Linked DNA regions of Muntiacus reevesi: region 1 is linked to region 2. Evidence: chromatin contacts called from public Hi-C data. All regions are on one chromosome and are shown on one strand. The core of a region is the stretch at or near the end of the contact, and the rest is flanking DNA. Distances in the headings are between cores, read along the strand shown.

Region 1 (2,700 bases), core at 142-2,641, 150 kb before region 2:
CAAGAGTTCAGAAAAAGTACTTGGAATTACACTGCCTTAAAGGTGTGGAGGGTCCCTGGGATTACTGAGACGGTGGACCTGTGACCAAGGGAAGGAAGAAGAGGCGAAAAGAAAACGTGCCAGGTCAGTGATGACATTTCAGTTGGACTGTGAAGAGTAATTGGAAATTATTCATGCAGATAAAGGAGAGAGAAAGGGATCTGAGGCCAAAGGATCAGAATAGCAAAGGCAGAAAGATGGACAAAGATGCCAAGTGTTCACGCAGCAGTCTGGATGCTGCTGCCTTGGATAAAAGATTCCAGCCAGACTGCAAAAAAAATTAAGGGACTTAAACTAAGGAATTAAGACTTTGTTCAGTTTAAATACTACAGCTTGCAGAATAAATCTCCAGAGTATACGTCAATATTATGTGGGAAAACTCCACTAAATATACAGAACAATATATACATCCAATCCCGAATTGAACATTTTGCCCCAAACGTTTGGCAGTATCAGAGTCAAAGACCTCACCGGTTTTGAATAGAACACTACCACAACAATGACCAATAGACGAACGATCCTACTCAATCAGAGCTGAGTTATAAAAACTTATCCATGGGGGAGGTTCCCTAAAAATCATCCTTTCTTCCAGGTCTTCCATTCAAGCAGCAGGAAATTTTGGGACCTCTTAACAATTTACAAAACTGTTAACTGTTTGGAGTTTTTCGCGACTGCCTATTAATTGGCGTTTAGATGCGTTTAGAAGCAGCATTCCTTTAGTTTTCTAAAGGGCCTGCGTTTCCTAACCGATGGCCTGATAAATATCACAGTACTCCCAATAAAACCAAAGCAAACAATTTTGGAGGCGGGGATCTTTCTGAATCCCTGTAAGAGTCAGCCTCAACAAAGGTGAAAACTTTGACACCGTCTCGGTTTTGCAGTTATTTGGACCCTTGGGTGAACCAAAATCTACCGCCCCAGGGCCGGGACAGTCATCTCAGCCCTCGAAATTCCCGCTCGGTCCCCTCCCACAGCGTCTCAAAGAAGCCGCATATCCTAACCCCCCCGTCACCGGCCCCGTACCCTCAGGTTAGCCCGGAGGCCCAGGCTCTTGGCCAAGTTCTGCAGGTCACTGTACTTGAAGGAGTTCAGCTCCTCCAGGGAGGGAACGATCATGGCGAACTGCAATCCAGGCAACCACGCAGAGGTCCCGTACTTAACTTGCTAAAGCGCCGCTCAACGCTCTGGCGCCACTCTAAGCGTTGACCAAACCGATATTTATAGAGAGTTTAAACTACGTAAGCTGCACTTCCATTGGTTAAAAATGCGTTAAAGGCGGGGTCTTCTGGTGCTGACCAATAGAATGGTTGACTTCCCTTCCACCTGACCCACGATCTCCTCCACACCTTCCCAAAATCTAGGCGCCAAACGGCGTGTCCAGGCAACAAAGTGCGCGGCAGAGCCCCCGGTTCACGTTGTCCAATGAGGACGCAGGAACCGAACTTGGGGCGGGGCCTGAATAGTCTGAAACGTTGGCGCCGGCTGCGGGAAGATGGCTGCTCGGCCGCGGAGGCCTATCTCTGGAATTGCAAAGCAGCCACGGGGTGACTTCTGTGATAGGGCTAAGAAGGCGATTGATGAACCTTCTTTTACGACTTCCATGGAGTGGGACACGCAAGTGGTGAAAGGGTCTTCGCCGGTCGGCCCCGCAGGGCTGGGACTAGAGGAGCGGCCGTCCCGCCCGCGGCTGCCGCGATGGCTGCAGCCCGAGCGGTGCGCGGTGTTCCAGTGCGCGCAGTGCCACGCCGTGCTCGCTGACTCTGTGCACCTCGCCTGGGACCTGTCGCGGTCCCTCGGGGCCGTGGTCTTCTCCAGTGAGTGAGCGCGGCGGCTTCTCACTGGGTGACTGAGAGCCGGCTGGGAGGAAAGCGGGATGAAAATTTGGAAGGAAATTAACTCCTTTGCCAGGAGCGGGGGGCGAATAACTTTTTATGATATTCGTGGCCATGATGAGCCTTTCTGGCTGGCAGAGGCTTTCCCTTTCAGTGCCTCACATATAGCCATTCTGACCTGTGTTTGTCTTCTAGGAGTCACAAATAATGTAGTTTTGGAGGCTCCGTTCCTAGTTGGGATTGAAGGCTCGCTCAGAGGCAGGTGCGTACTGAAAATTCCAGAACTGTCTCTAGTTATTCCCTGACTTATTGAGGTTGAAGAGCGTGGAACCGACTTGGACGAGAAGTTTTCTCCTATCTCCCACTGGGAGAAAAGTCTGTACCGTCATACAGTGTATTTAAAGGATGCTTCGTTTACTGATTGTCTCGTACAAGCTTGATGTTTTAATTAAACGGAAAAGATATTTGTGTAAAGGTTTTAAGATCTTCTGAGGGCCACATTTCCCTCGTGGGTTGTGCAAGTGAAGTGAATTTAAGAAAATTATGTCTAGGAGGGGAAAAAAGGAGAAAATGATCTTTAAGTGTATAGTGAAAATCATTTTTTATAAACTATAATCATTTGACATAACTAGGACTTATACACTTGCATTAAACCAGGAATTTGTAATAAACTACAGCAGGACTAATTCTGCTGTAACCTAGGAACCTGGAGAAAAACACAGGTTGAAAGTTATGTCCTTGAATACTGCCTGGTGAACTTTGTATCATGTCTGTACTGTGATTTAGAAGTGACAACAAAGTACTTAGTGAATTCAGTACAGTTCAGTTC
Region 2 (2,700 bases), core at 181-2,680:
ATATCTTGGTCCCTCCCTAGTTTAGTGACTTTTCCCCCTTTATTCTTTTCCTTTTGATTTCCACTCCAGTCAGCTGGTTGTTACTTAAATATTATCCCAGTTGATTTTAGGTGTTTTATGTTTCTGGGTATGTGAAACATAGGGTTCTAAAAGACAGTCTTATACAAAATTGCCACTCCCCTGTTAATCCTGCAACCTTGTCCCCATTCTCCCCTTCTCCCCACCCTTCTCATACAGGACATAATTCCCTTTAACTTCTGGTGTATCCCCTGACTCCTCCCCCTGACAAATGAGCTGGTGTTGACTCCTCTCCCTGACAAATGAGCAGGTATTTGTGTGTGTTCTTACATCCCCTTGTCTCTTTCACAAAGGGTGTAATTTTTAAAAAATACTTATTAATCTGCATCTTGTTTTAGTTGCATACATGGGATCTTCGTTGCTCCACTACATGCAGGATTTTAGTTTCCCAAAAAGGGATTGAATCCTTCTGCACTGCAAGGATTCTTAACCACTGGACCACCAGGAGAGTCCCCAGAAGGTGTGTACTTTTGCCTTTAAGCAAATTTTTAACTTTTCAAAGTCCAGCGAATTTGGCACAAGAAGGCTACTTATGACTTTAACAAATGTTGTTTTGTTTAAACGCTAAGGGCCAGAATTAAATGAATTAAACCATGAGACATAAAGGAAATGAAATAGTTAACTTTCATTAAGTTCTTCTAATCCTTACCTGCAATTAGACTGTACACTAGGTACTTCTCATCACAGATGCTGGTAACTGAGTTGCATTAATTTTAGTAAATGTGGGCAGCAGAGGGTGCAAACTGTTGAGTTGGCAGACAGGTAAATTACTCCCTTTTCGGAGGCTCATTGGGTGGGTGTTAGAATACTGGGACATTTTTGATGACGGGTCTGTGTATTCCCAGTGCTTGAATCCTAAAGCCTTCACTTAGGTACCTTGCCCAACTGTGCCACAGCATCGCAGTTTTGGTTGCTGAACCCAAAGTGGAGCCCCAAACTACTGTGTTAAGAGTGGTCCTACAGAGCAGGGCCTTCCCCACAATATACAACCCTGCCCAAAGGGACCAAAAACAATGTAAAATATAACACCTGAGCCTACACATTTCCTCAAGTGAACTGAGCTGTGTTTGGTAGCCGTTAACAAACTAATCACAAGTACCCTCCCACTTCCATTTGCAGCAACAAACATTCCCAGGATCCCGGGCCGTTTGGACTGACGTTACTTCCGGGAAAAGTAACCTTTCTTTGGCAGTTGCAGATCAGAGAGGTCTCGCGACATTTGCTCCCGCGAGATCTGCTTGCTCACTCTAGCGATGACATCCTCCTCCTCCTCCCCGCCGCCTTTCGGCAATCTTCGCCAGTCCCAGCCCCGACCAATCTGCCATCAGATGGCATGGATCAGGGTCTTTCCCCGAACCCCGGTCCGCGCGGGGCGTCAGGCGGCAGCGGCGGGGTGCGAGCTGCACGAGGCCGACGGCAGCGGCACTGCGGACGGCCACGGGCTGGCGACGAGCAGTGAGCGTGGGCGGGGCGGGGGTAAGCCTACTGAGTAGCGGCTCGATTGTTCTGGCCTGGCTATGGCGCCTCTCCTCCCCCCCGCCATGGCTCCCCGTGTCCCTGCTCCGCTCCTCTCAGTGAGTGAAAGTGGCCGCCGCCGCCGCCGGCCCAGCGCCCGCAGCCGCCTCAGCGCCGCCGCCATCTTGGGGTCCCAGGAGCCGCCGAAGGAGCGAGCTAGGAGCGTCCACGCCCAACGCAGTCTCCGTCCCACGGCCTCAGAGAGCGAACCGCGGCTCCACCGTCGGCGGGGCGACCCCCCCCTCCGGACCCCGCCCGCACCCCGCCCCCCCTCCGCCGCCGCCGCGGCGGCGGGGCCCGGCGGCCCGAGGTGAGGCGACTAGACGTGGGCGGACGAACGGAGGGGGGGTTGTGTAGGCCCCGTTGCGCCCCTCTCTGTGGGCGACGACTGGGCCGCGTCTTAAAGGGGCCGTCGCCCCCGGCCCTGGGATTTGTTGGGGTTAGTAGGGAGGATGGGTGTGGACACTCCTCGCAGGGTTGGGACCTCAGGGATCTCGGCCTTGTTCTTAATCTCTCCTACCTCTGGAGGCCCGGGGTCACGCGGTGACCTCGGCCAGCCGAGAAAGCCCGTGGGGTGCCCACACGTGAGGAGTGTGTTAGACCAGGTGCACGTGGGACCCGGTGGGGCGGTGTCGGCTAACACGTGTGTGGGTTTGGGGGTGGGGTGGGGCAGGGCGGGGGCTGGTTGGGCTCGAGTGGGAACCCGGTGTGGACTGCTGTGTCTGTCCTTTTAAACAAATGAGCTCTAAGGGCTGGATAGTGTGTCAGTTTATGGGTGCGAGTTGGGATCTGGGTGAATGGTCCATTTTGCTTGTTGGTGTTGGCTGGGTGCAGCCTAACACGTGCGCACACTTAGGAGTGTGTAGGTGTCACCCCTTCTAGGCTTTTTGGCCTTTGTAGGGCGTCTAGGCAAGTGTCATCCAATTTGACGTTCCTTCTTGAGGTCGCTGTTGAAAACTACTACTTCCGTAATCAGCGAGGGTGGAAGCCCCCTACAGTTTAGGAGTGAGAGGTTCTAAGAAGGCACTCACTATTTTAGTTTAACAGCCAGCTCTGCCGAATTCTTTGATTCAAACACTGTCTAGTTGTGTGTTCGTGTACTTGTTG

Evidence for each region. A called contact is a pair of places that touch in the nucleus more often than the background predicts.
Region 1: a Hi-C map of muscle shows a contact between it and region 2, with 3 times the contacts expected there. The contact joins the promoter of OIP5 here to the promoter of INO80 in region 2. A contact is called at or near these places in 2 of 3 Hi-C or Micro-C datasets (blood and muscle).

Annotation. Positions count from the first base shown.
Region 1 is chr7:35,609,630-35,612,329 of mMunRee1.1, reverse strand. It overlaps OIP5 (Opa interacting protein 5), which reads left to right and starts at 1,391. Exons shown (of 5, transcript XM_065940418.1): 1 at 1,391-1,853; 2 at 2,067-2,133. The coding sequence starts at 1,532. NUSAP1 (nucleolar and spindle associated protein 1) reads right to left here and starts at 1,264. Exons shown (of 11, transcript XM_065940414.1): 1 at 1,063-1,264. The coding sequence starts at 1,155.
Region 2 is chr7:35,461,881-35,464,580 of mMunRee1.1, reverse strand. It overlaps INO80 (INO80 complex ATPase subunit), which reads left to right and starts at 1,430. Exons shown (of 36, transcript XM_065940899.1): 1 at 1,430-1,903.